Regions from separate parts of the Mus musculus genome. Here region 2 is linked to region 1. The links are chromatin contacts, called in public HiChIP or PLAC-seq maps. All regions are on one chromosome and are shown on one strand. Each heading gives the region's core, a stretch centred on a gene start, on an enhancer-like site or on the middle of the called end of the contact. The rest is flanking DNA. Distances are from core to core; before and after follow the strand shown. Region 1 overlaps 4930480K23Rik (RIKEN cDNA 4930480K23 gene). Region 2 overlaps Slc39a14 (solute carrier family 39 (zinc transporter), member 14).

Region 1 (6,744 bases), core at 1,571-4,070:
TACACGTACATATACATGCAGGTGTACTGGTGCCTCTAATCTCTGCACTCAGGAGGTAGAGGCAAGTGGATCTCTGTGAGTTCAAGGCCATCCTGGTCTACATACTGAGTTCCAGGACAGCCAGAACTATGTTGTGAAACCCTGTCTTGAAAAAGCAAACCAATTATAACAAGAGTTTGAATTTCCATATGCTTCAGGCCTCCAGATTTCCAGTATAGAATATCATTGAACAAACATCATCACATTTGCCTCAGTTTACTTCTTAATCCACAACCCCAAACAAAATTTTGTAGGGGGGAAATGCATATTTTCAAAGAAGTAAGTTGCTTAAAACCTGACATAATTCTGTAAGCTTTCTAGTACCAAAATAAAGTATTCGGTTTGTTAAGAACCTGTATCTTCTGATTGGTGGACCTCTGTGAGTTCAAGGCCTGCCTGGTCTGCATAGAGAGTTCCAAGACAGCTACAGCTACATAATAGAGACCCTGTCTCAAAAGAAAGAAAAATCTAACTTCTGTCTAATCACCCGAGTTCTCCCCAATTGGCTCAGATGACGCCAGCATTACAAGAAGCAGCTCGAAGCTGCTTGGAGACACTGTGGCCAGCTGGCCTTCTAGGTTCTCAGCACAGATCCCACGAGGCCACAGAGGAGGGAGAGTCCATGAGCAAAAGCTGATGTATCATGGGACATACCTGGAAACTGGATGGGGCTGTAAGTGGCCCATGTGCAACCTGTGAGATCACGACCCCCTCTCCTGGGTGTGCTTGGTCTATACTCCCAGGGTTAGGAGATAGAGCCATAAGTCATTACTCCCTTCTGAGTCCTATGAGACATTCACTGTACAAAACAGCCAGGAGGAGGCAGATGGACAGTGTATAAGGATGTGTTTGTAACTGGGGCTGGCCAGAGCTGGCCAGAAACACAGGCCCAGATTAACAAGACAATGACGTTGCACTCTGCCTTGATTACCCCTAGAAGTCAAATCTATTGCCAAGGTGGAGGTAGGGAGATTTTGTAACCAACACCATGTGTCAGCTGTTCTCAGGGGTTACCTAAGACCATAGGAAATACCAGATATTTCCACAGCAATTCATAATAGTAGCAAAATTTCAGTTGTGATTGAAAACAATGTGGGGATCACCACAACATGAGGAACTGTATTAAAGGGTGGCAGTGTTAGGAAGGTGGAGAACCAAGGCCATAGGCCATGCTGCATTCCTTCCCTTTGGCGGACCTGGCATGCTGTCTTCCAGTTCCAGCCATGCGCTGATGAATGGTAGAATTCCTTCTCTTTACAGGGTGGACAGGAGCCAAATTACCTTTAAACACCAATTTTGATGATCTGAGTCTGTGCCTGAGAGTAAGACTTCTGGCTATTCAGGAGTTCTATTTTCCACTTTGTGCAGAGCCTCCACAGTTGTCCTAATTTACATCCCCAGCACTGGTGTATAATCACCCCTCCCCCACAGCACCATTTCCCATCTTCCTCTCCCATAATCACCACAAGTGCCACACACCCTTTTAAAATGTTTCTGAAACATCTGGATACTATTGTTAATCTGTTACTTTGAAATTGCTTGCTACATCTACATAGTAAATATGATTGTGTTTCACACACTGGTCAGATCGTGTATGATCTTGTTATATTTGTATATTATATATAATGTATATATAGATTATGACCTAGTTATAGATTAGAGTTTGCTTGGTTAGAGTTACCCCCAAGATATTTTATATTACTTGAAGCTATTGTAAAAGTGTTATTTCTTTCTTGGTCCATTTGTCATTTGTAGATAGATGGACTACAGATTTTCATGCGTAATTTTATTTCCTGCTATTTTGATGAAAGTATTTACCAGCTATGGGAGTTTTCTGGAGGAATTTTTAGGGTGACATATGCATACTATCATATCATTTGCAAATAGATACTTTCACTTCTTCCTTTCCAATTTGTATCCCCTTGATCTCCTTCAGTTGCCTTATTGCTCTAGCTAAGACTTGAAGGTCTATATTAAATAGGTATGAGAAGAGTAGACAATCTTGCCTTGTTCCTAATTTTAGTGGAATTGTTTTGAGTTTCTCTCCATTTGCATTGATGTTGGCTATGGGCTCGCTGAACTGTCTTTATTTTGTTGAGGTATTTGATGGTGTCCTCATATTGCTGTCCTCTCCAGGACCTTTATAATGAAGAGGTGTTGCATTTTGTCAAAGGCCTTTCCTGCATGTAATGAAACAATCATATGTTTTGGGTATTTTTTTTTGTCTTTTGGCTTTTTATATGGTAAATTACGTTTATTGATTTCTGTATGTTGAACCATCCTTGCATCTCTGGGATGAAGCCTACTTGATCATGGTGGATGATCTTTTTATGTGTTCTTGGGCTTAGTTTGAAAGTATTTGAGTATTTTTGCATCTATGTTCCCAAAGGAAATTGTTCTGCAATTCTTTCTTTGTTAGGTCTTTATGTGGTTTATGCACCAGGGTGAAAAGTTCCTTCTGTTTCTATTTGTGAACTAATTTGAGAATTTGAGGAGTATTGGAATTAATTCTTCTTTGAATGTTTGGTAGAATTCTGTGCTAATTCCATCTGGTCCTGGTTTGTTTGTTTGTTTGATGGCTGCTTCTATTTCACCAGAGCTTATCTGATATTGATATAACCTTAATAGGTAGTAGGTGTGGGAAACGGTCCCCAGAGGCTGATATAACCTTAATAGGTAGTAGGTGTGGGAAACGGTCCCCAGAGGCTGAGAAGCCGGAAACCTGCCTCCAGGGTGCGGCCCTGTGAAGGCGGTCCTGACTTGGGCTCCGGCCCGGGAGGGCTGACTTCTGACCGACTGAATAGCCAGGGGGCTGGGCCAGGGCTCCCCAGCCGGGGCTGACTCAAACGTCCCTACAGGCTGCCAGCTTCTGGGAAAACAGCCCCGGGCGCCCAGCCCGGAGTCGCCGGCCCTCGGAGACGTCAGGTGGTGCGGGAAGGCATTGGCCAATGGCAGGATGTGGTAGCATGCGACATCGGCCCCAGAGCGCACCTATCAGACGCCCGCCCCCCACCCTGAACTCGCAGGATGAAGAACAGGAATTTGAGTCCAGTGGGGATGGAGCTACTGTCTTCATCCTCTGTGAGCAATGCCCTGCCAGGCTCAGGAAGTCACCTGGGTTTGGCTGCCTCTTCTTCTCACAGTGCCATCCCTACCCCAGGACTTCCAGTGGCAATTCCAAACCTGGGGTCTGTCCCTGAGCTCTCTGCCTTCTGCCTTGTCTCTGATGCTCCCCGTGGGTAATGTGTGGTTTACCTGAAAGAAACTATACCCTACTTCCACCACCTTACCCTCACCTAGAAAGCAGATACTTCAGAACCATTCTACCTGGCATTTTATCTTATTTAGCTGACAGACCACCTCCTCAGTATATCCATCCCAACTCTATAAATGTTGATGGAAATACAGCATTATGTATCACCAACAACCCTTCAGCACTAGATCTCTATCAGGCCAATGGAAGTGTTGGATTAGAACTAGACATTGTTTCAATAGACTCTCACTCTGTAAACACACATGGTACCCACAGTCTTCATCCTAATGAAGGCCATGAAGTAGCATTGGACACAACAATCACTATGGAGAATGTTTCTAGGGTTACCAGCCCAATCTCCACAGATGGAATGGCAGAGGAGCTTACAATGGACGGTGTTACAGGAGAGCATTCCCAAATCCCAAGTGGCTCCAGAAGTCATGAGCCTCTCTCTGTGGATTCTGTGAGCAACAGCCTTACAGCAGACACTGTAGGACATGGTGGTGTGATGCCCATTCATGGGAATGGTCTGGAGCTTCCTATGGTCATGGAGACTGACCACATTGCAAACCGGGTCAATGGGATGTCTGACAGTACCCTCAGTGACTCCATCCACACCGTGGCCATGAGCACCAAGTCTGTAGACATGGCACTCTCTACCTCACACAACCTCGACTCCCTAGAATCTGTTTTCCTCCGTGAAGTTGGTCTTAGTCTAGAGCCTGTGACTGTCTCTTCCGTCACGCAGAAGGTTGCCATAGGGACAGGTCATGTAGATGTATCCTCAGACAGCTTGTCTTTTGTACCATCTTCACTGCAAATGGAAGACTCCGATCCAAACAAGGAAAACATGGCCACCTTGTTTGACAATTTGGTTCACTCTTTGTGACTGAGCCTACCCCTCAGATTGCCCTGATCATAGACCAATGACTTTTGTTCCTGACACACCAATAGAGAGCAGAGCAAGACTATCCCCCCTGAAGCAGGTTGTTCTCCGCCAGTCCACTGTAGGAACAGATGTTGGTGTATGGACTGCAGAAACCATTCCTGTGCCGACTTGCTTCGGGCCTCTAATTGGTCAGCAGAGTCACTCCTTGGAAGTAGCGGAGTGGACAGACAAAGGCAGTTAACCATGTCTGGAAGATATACCACGATGGTGTCCTAGAATTCTGCATCATTGCAACTGATAAAAATGTGTGTAATTAGATGATTTGTGTGTGTGTGCGTGCACGCAAAGCTAGGAACCGTGAAGAACAGAATTTGGTGGCCTAGCCCCATGATGGAAAAATCTATCCTCGTACCTCACAAGACATCCCTCCTGAAAGTGAGCTGCTTTTCCATTACAGCCGGAATTATGCTCAACAGGTAAGTGTTCTTGAATACCCAGATGTGTACCTCTGTAACTGTGGCAAGGAGTACAATTCCTAGTCAGAGTTCGCAGCTCATCTGACAAGCCACATCCATAATCATCTCCCTAGCCAGGGCCACAGCAGCAGCCACAGGCCAAGCCACAGCAAGGAAAGGAAGTGTTCTCTATACCCCCAGGCTTTCATCTCTCCTTCCAAACCCCACGTGCACTTAATGGGTCATATGGGGGAACCCCCACAAGTGTGATTTTTGTAGCAAGACTTTTGGTGATCCAAGCAACCTATAGACACACCTCAACATTCATACAGGTCAGAAGAATTATAGGTGTACTTTGTGGGACAAGTCTCTCACGCAGAAGGCTCACCTGGAGTCTCATATGGCCATCCACACGGGTGAGAAGAATCTCAAGTGTGATTCCTGTGACAAGCTGTCCATGCGGAGACAGGGCCTCAAGCAGCCCGTGCTCATCCGCCCGCAAGAACGCCAGACCAAGCGTCCGAAGTGCAATAAACTGTTCTTGAGAACAAACCACTTGAAGAAGCATCTCAATTCTCCCGGAGGAAAACGAGATTATGTCTGCAAACAATGTAGAAAGGTCGATCTAACCAAGTGCCACGTCACTCACCACCTGAAGACCTGCCAAGAGCCTGCCTCCAGGTCCTCAGCACAGGACGAAGATGCGGACAAGAAGATCTCACAGACTCCATGAGGACAGAGGACTGCAGGATGAGCAGTGCTATTTACTCAACAGATGGGTCTCTCTCCACACAGAAATGAGAGGAAAAGGCAACTGCTTCGGATGGAACATACATTTGGGAAAACATAAAACCAAGTCACTGTTGTAATTTTTATATGAAATGCTTTCTGATCCTTAACCCACTGTTAGAAGTGGACAGAGTGGGGATAGCTAAAGCACTTATAGAAGAATGTCCTAGTGAGTTTTGTTTTTGTTTTTGTTTTTTTTTTTTTTATTATTATATGTAAGTACACTGTAGCTGTCTTCAGACACTTCAGAAGAGGGCATCAGATCTCATTACAGATGGTTGTGAGCCATCATGTGGTTGCTGGGATTTGAACTCAGGACCTTTGGAAGAGCAGTCAGTGCTCTTAACCGCTGAGTCATCTCACCAGCCCTAGTGAGTTCTTTAAGATGGACTGGGAAGCCGGATGTGGTGGTGCACGCCTTTAAATCCCAGCACTTAGGAGGCAGAGGCAGGTGGATTTCTGAGTTCAAGGACAGCCTGGTCTACAAAGGGAGTTTCAGGACAGCCAAGGCTTTACAAAGAAACCCAGTCTCGAAAAACTAAAAAAAGAAAAAAAAAAATGGACTGGAAGGTGAGGCCCATGTCTGTCCTATTTTTAAGTCATGGATGGCAATGAAAGGGCCAGCTTTTACTATCTGTTCTTTATTTACATGGGAGATGCATTTATGCTTGAGTCAAAGTGCCTTTGTCCAAACAAGTCAGATTTCTCTCCCATTGTTCCATTTTCCCCCCAGCCAATGTGACTTGAGCCATCTATCCCACTACTAACTACACATTACGCACCTTTGTAAGGTGTTTCAGAGAGAATTGTAACACAGCTGTGCAAGTGTTAGGGTAAGTGTAATTAATTAAAAAATAATACCTGCCTTTTCAAAAAGTTGCATGTGTTAAGAAAACTATCCATTTCTTTTAGATTTTCCAGTTTGTTGGAGTGCAGGTTTTTTAAAGTCTGTCATTGTGATTCTCTGAGTTTCTTTGGTGTCTGTCTCCTGTTATGTACCCCTTTCATTTCTGACTTTGTTCATTCGGATCTTCTCTCAGTCTTTTAGTTAACTTGGACACAGGTTTGTCTCTCTTATTCATTCTTTCAAAGAAGCAACTCTGTTTCATCGATTCTTTGTGTTGCTTTGTTGTTGTTTCTATCTTATTGATTTCAGATCTGAATTTGTTAATTTCTTCTTTTTAAAATTTTCTTTCTTTCTTTAACGTATGACTGCTCTGCCGTATGTTCAGCCACACGCTAGAAGAGGGCATTGGATCCCCTTATAGATGGTTGTGAGCCACCATGTGGTTGCTGGGAATTGAACTCAGGATCTCTGG
Region 2 (6,112 bases), core at 484-2,983, 550 kb before region 1:
GGGTGACAGCAGGAGACTTCTTTGCCTACTAGAAAGTCCCTGTCTTTGTATGTGTTGCCACCGGCTATACCAATTTCTCTACGTCCCTGTGTGTGACCTGCTCAGTTTCCTTGGATATAGGAATAAGCTCTTCCCCAGCCTTGGCGTGCTTCCTCCAAGTGGTGGGCGCCGGGCTGGGCTGGGCTGGGCTGGGCTGGGCTGGGCTGGGCTGGGCTGGGCTGGGCTGGGCTGGGCTGGCAGTTTTGATCAGTAACACTGCTCACTCTTCCTACCCTAGCACCATCACGGGCATAACCATTTTACCTCCGAGACACTTCCTTCCAAGAAGGACCAGGAGGAGGGTGTGACCGAGAAGCTACAGAACGGGGACCTGGATCACATGATCCCTCAGCACTGCAACAGCGAGCTGGATGGCAAGGCGCCTGGCACGGACGAGAAGGTCATTGTCAACTCCATGTCTGTGCAGGTCAGCAGCCCTGAGTGCCCCCGGGGAAGCCTCGACACAGAAGCCACGCCTTTGTGAGTCAGGCTCTCCGGAGGTCACTCTGTAACCTGAAGTCCACTGGTGTGTCCTTTCTCATAGGACCTGCAGGCATCCCAGAGTGCTTGCTACTGGCTCAAGGGGGTCCGCTACTCTGATATCGGGACCTTGGCCTGGATGATCACCCTGAGCGATGGGCTCCACAATTTCATCGATGGCCTGGCTATTGGTGCCTCCTTCACTGTGTCTGTCTTCCAAGGCATCAGCACGTCAGTGGCCATTCTCTGTGAGGAATTCCCTCATGAGCTGGGTGAGTGCTTAGTCCCTGTCCCCGTGTTCCAGCTGTCTCAGTTTTTGTCTGAGACACCGAGACACCCTTCTTGCATCACATCCCTGCTGCTCCTCCCACCTCCACCACAGCACTCACTGAATTAACGCCCTGTCTCGCTAACTCTGGAATTATAACAGTGGAGCATAGCTTAGAACTATAGAGGTTCTTACAGGGAGATTTTTATCCCATGAGCCCTGTGTCCTGTGGCTTAATTTTCCCACCTGTATAGCATGATTAATACCTACACCTGCCTTTTAGAATCATCAAGGGGATTATAGGCAAACAAATGTTGAAAAGGACTTGCCAGGTGCCACACAGTATTGTGGCTACTCAGTAAAGATCCCCTCTTTATGTCCTGCATCCTGTAGAAGCTAGAAAGCATGTCATGTGAATGAAGCAGAAAAGCCAGCGCCTAGGGGTGCGTGTAGTTTTATCAAGGGAGTCTAAGAAGCCATGACTCAGGACCCAGTGACAACACGGGCTCCTAACTTTGGCATTTATTGGCTTGAGCACTAATTTCTCCCTCTCTCAAGTCTGGTCCTGACCGTGCCATCCGTTAGGAGACAGGGAGCTATTTTCATTTCACCATCAGTCAAAAAAGAAGTGAGGATGTTGCTGGTTGGTTATAGACATTTAAAGTCCTGTGGATTATTTTCAGCCTCTGTGTGGGGAGCGATGAGGCCGGTGCTGGTTGCTTATGTTCTTCCAGAAGTCTATGAGGGCTTTGCAGCCTCTGTGCTGCGAGGTCATGGCCAGGATTGGAAGATGGGTGTGCCTTTATCCCAATACCACCTGAGAATGAGATTTTCACCCGCACATGCTTCACCCGTAGCTGAAGCAGTCCCATTCATTAGTGTCGTGCGTCCTGACTCAGCCCGCTTCCTGTTCTCATGCCATTGCAGGAGACTTCGTCATCCTGCTCAATGCTGGCATGAGCATCCAGCAGGCTCTCTTCTTCAACTTCCTCTCTGCCTGCTGCTGCTATTTGGGTCTGGCCTTTGGCATCCTGGCTGGCAGCCACTTCTCTGCAAACTGGATTTTTGCACTGGCTGGAGGAATGTTCTTGTATATTGCCCTAGCCGATATGGTAAGTGCTGTGGTTTCTGGTTGCCTCTTGGACAGGAGGGCAGCTAAAGGCCACACGTTCGGGTGTGTTTGGTTTTTAATTCTTTACATTGATATGTGTGTAGATGCGTGATAATTCTCATGGGAAACAACTTGTGGGACTTGGTTCTCTTTATGTCATGGGTTCCTAAGATGGGACTAGGCACCTAATGCTCTGTCACACGGAGCCATCTTGTCAGCCCAAGATTTTGTTTTTTGTATTGGCTTTATTGAAGTCTCTTTCACACTCAACCCAATTCACTGATTTTAAGAAGTAACAATTCAGGGTTAGAGAGATGGCTCAGCTGTTAAGAGCACTGGCTGCTCTTGAAGAGAACCCAGGTTTGATTCCTAGCTACAGTCCCAGGGGATCCTACTTCTTGTGTTCCACAAGGGCCCAAGCATCCATGTGGTACACAGACATACAGGCAGCTAAAGCACCTACATATAGCATACACGCATCGAATAAATTTTTTAAATCTAAAATGATATAATAATCTGACCTTTTCAATGCAGCATTCGGGGTTTTTGTTTGGGTTTGCATGAGACAAGAGTCTCACTCTGTAGCCCAGGCTGGTCTCAAAGTCATTGCAGCCCTGCCCCTACCCACCAGATGTTGGGCAGACAGGTGTAAACTACTATACCCAGAAGTCATTGGGTTTTAAAGGGAGAACTTTGGTCTCTCTATTAGCATTTCACTATAGAAAATTGACCATACTCAGGCTAGGGTCCTTATTTCAGTTTGATGGAAAAGGTGTGCTGTGTAGACAGAAAGAAAAGAGGGAGTGAGAAAGAAAAGGCATCACTTAGACTTTTGTCTACCACAAGTTAATGGTAACCTTATGGATGTCCTTTTAAGTTTTAATTAATAAGTTCATATATAAGTGCTGTATTTATATCATTTACCTCCCCCCAACTCCTGTGGCCCCCACCACCACCTTGCTCCCTCTCAAATGCACAGTCTTTTCTCTCTAATTATTATTGAGAGATATAAGAATACACATATAGGGCTGGCAAGATGGCTCAGCAAGTAAGAGCACTAACTGCTCTTCTGAAGGTCCTGAGTTCAAATCCCAGCAACCACATGGTGGCTCACAACCACCTGTAATGAGACCTGACGCCCTTTTCTGGTGTGTCTGAAGACAGCTACGGTGACTTATGTAATATAATATAATAATATAATATAATAATAATAATAAGTAAACCTTAGGGTCAGAGCAAGCAGGGACTGAGTGAGCGGAGTTGACCAGAATGAGCAGAGGTCCTAAAAAATTCAATTCCCGACAACCACATGAAGGCTCACATCCATCTGTACAGCTACAGTGTACTCATATACATGAAGTAAATAATAATAAAAATCTTTTAAAAAAAAGAATGCACATACACACACACATATATATAATATACAAACTTCCAAGTCCATTTGATGTTGCTCGTCTGTACATATGTACTGGATTCCCAATCAGGGAGCTTATCCCTGAGGAAGACTGGCTTCTCTGCATCTGAGTAGTCACTAACTAATTGTCTATAACTCTTCATTTAGGGGCGGGGCTTTGTGAGGTTTCCCCAGCCCACGCTGACACATCATCTGGTGTCTGCATTGTTTGGGTCTTGTTTAGGCAGCCATATTGTTGAGAGCTACAGAGAATGGTCAAAGATAACACCCTCCCCCCCAGTGACCTCCTTAACTCCAGAAAAGTCCCCAGAACTACCAAAAACATCCTTCCAAAAATACGGTCCACCACTTGAGAACCAGACATCACAGTGATTGGGACAATGTTAACAGAATCTGTAACTCATTTTTTTCTCTTCCTTCTCAGTTCCCTGAGATGAATGAAGTCTGCCAGGAGGATGAGAAGAACGACAGCTTTCTGGTCCCCTTTGTCATCCAGAATCTTGGCCTCCTAACCGGCTTCTCCATTATGCTGGTCCTCACAATGTATTCAGGGCAGATTCAGATCGGGTAGGACCCTGCCATTGGGGAGCCAGTGGCATTGGACATCGGGCTCTGGGCCCCCATCTGGTCCCCGGCCCGAGGACTCAGCATCCACGAAGCATCATGGAAAAGGCAGCTCTTTAAAAACTGGCACAGACTTGTCTGCCTGCATTCAGATGTCATCTGTTTCAAATGCTCTGTCCTAGGAAGAAGCTGCCCTGGGAATCTCTAGGTAGTGCCTCGAACCGTTGTCTCCCGACCCTTTCCACTGATGATTCTGGAGCTGAAACGCCACATGTAGGACACGCCTCCCTTTTCCTTCTGGCCACCCTCCTCCCTTTCTCTTGGAAGAAGCACTGAGAGATGTGGAATCTTTTACAATGTAAAAATGAAGCCAGTGGTCATGGTTTGGTTAGAAGTATCAGTGTGGCTTCCAGCTTTGGGGCCTGTGATTCTAAATGTGTGTACCCAGGATTTCAGGTCGGTCCATTTTGGCATGGGTTCTCATGTTTTTACAGAGAAGAGGGCAGAAGACAAGACTCCTGTGTTTTTCAGTCTGTTAACTGTTCTCTGAAAAGGCTGACTTTCCGATGAGTATGGCAGGCAGAGGGGCAGGGGATTGCCTGAGTGAGGAGGGGGTAGAACTAGTGATGGATGTCCTGTCTCCTTGGTGCTCGGTTTCCACCAGGATGCTGCGTGCAGGTTGCTTGCAGCATCTGGAGTCACATAATCATCCAGGCGAGCCACTGTGGGCATTCTCTGGCGTGGCAAGAGGTCTGCTAAATCAGTTGTTTTTGCCCTGATCCTCACGCCTTCCTATTGCTTTCTTTTTCTAGTTAACTTTGTAGATGCCTCACGGGGAGCACGGTCAGAGCACATTTAAAGGTTTTTGCATAGGAGGGAAACTGCACAAATCAGTCTCCCCTGGTCAAGACCTCTGCCAGTAGAACCTGACTCATAGAATCAGGACACAGTTGTTTATGCCTTTTTGTGACCAAGGTGATTGGGAATGGAGTCATTGCAGGCCAGACTTAGGACTTGCTAATTGCAGAAATAATAGTTGAATACCATGGGACTCTGGACCTTGAGGTCAATTCTTGAGGTCAGGACTGCAGACGTCATTGCTGCCAATGGGTTTTAAAGGACACCATCTAGCTACCACTTCCTCCCCGGTCCCAGACAACAAGATTGAATACTGAATTGAATCGAGTGTAAATTGCTTTCATTTGGTCCAGGAAAACAAAACAAAACAAAACCAGATGCTTGACATTTCACACCACAAGCCAGCCTCAGGCGCTGTGCAGCCCCCTCCTCAGAACTCTGGCTTCCAGGGGAGCTAATCTCCAGGTTCACTAAGTGAATTAATTTATTATTATCATATTGATACATGGATTCCTTAGCCACTTTGGAGAGCCAGTCTCTCCCGAAGCCTTTCTTAGTGGTGCCCACAGTCACAGTCCAGGAGCCATTGTTCGCATGACTTACAGTACTGAATCATTGCCAATCCCTGAGTCTTTCTGTTCTTACCACAGGAAAACTGTCCATTAAAAGCAGTGTGCATATATATATATATATATATATATATATATATATATATATATATACATATATATATATGCACTCACATGTATTCATATATATATATATATATATATATATATATATATATACACACACACACACACACACACATGTATGTGTGTGTGTGTGTGTGTGTGTGTTCATTCTTGTTCTTCTTGGGGAAACATGCTTGAAACCAGGAATCCTGAAATCCTGAGAACACAACTGGGGAAACAGAAATTTGCTCAGTTTCTCTCCCTGCTCTTGCCTCTTGCCTTTGAGACAAGGCAGCAGGAAGAGGAAAGTTCAGCAATCAAGGTACTAGATTGGATGTCAGGACCAGGTCCTGGTAGGCTTAGGGTCCAGTTTTACCAAAGAACCAGTTCCTTCAATGTTAGAAGCTAAGCTTTATGTTACCGTCATGGTTGTTGGTGTTTGAAGGCGAGTCTCATCTCTCCTGTTCTATTTCTCCTACAAATGCTTTAGGAGGTAGCAGAAATTGACACTCAAAGTGTAAGACTGAGCAGGCTGTGTGACTCGTACCTGTAATCTCAGCCCCTAGGGAGGCAGAGTCAGCAGGCTCAAGTTTTATACCAGCCTGGGCTTCATAGTGAATAGCAGGCCAGTCTGGGCTACATAGCAAGCTCCTGTGTCAGCAAGACAAAATGAAGATAAAAAACCGTAAAATTTAAGATTGTAG

What was found. HiChIP or PLAC-seq counts read pairs in DNA pulled down with a chosen protein or histone mark.
Region 2: a contact with region 1 is called in a FOXA1 HiChIP or PLAC-seq map of pancreatic cancer cells. The contact joins two enhancer-like sites. A contact is called at or near these places in 1 of 39 promoter capture datasets (pre-B cells) and 2 of 115 datasets of contacts at active chromatin or transcription factors (bone marrow-derived macrophages and pancreatic cancer cells).

The regions. Positions count from the first base shown.
Region 1 is chr14:69,759,862-69,766,605 of GRCm38.p6, reverse strand. All of the region lies in intron 2 of 4930480K23Rik (RIKEN cDNA 4930480K23 gene), which reads right to left. It also overlaps the pseudogene Gm17740. Among named protein-coding and RNA genes, the nearest start is that of Tnfrsf10b, 4.2 kb to the left of the region's middle. Within about 2 kb of position 2,820, at least 22 of the 459 cell types and tissues checked have an H3K27ac peak or open chromatin away from gene starts, as enhancers often do. A contact at or near this core is called in pancreatic cancer cells, where this site is marked.
Region 2 is chr14:70,304,437-70,310,548 of GRCm38.p6, reverse strand. Slc39a14 (solute carrier family 39 (zinc transporter), member 14) reads left to right here. Exons shown (of 10, transcript NM_144808.4): 7 at 278-466; 8 at 584-791; 9 at 1,715-1,899; 10 at 3,737-6,112. The coding sequence ends at 3,883. Among named protein-coding and RNA genes, the nearest start is that of Ppp3cc, 18 kb to the right of the region's middle. Within about 2 kb of position 1,733, at least 42 of the 459 cell types and tissues checked have an H3K27ac peak or open chromatin away from gene starts, as enhancers often do. A contact at or near this core is called in pancreatic cancer cells, where this site is marked.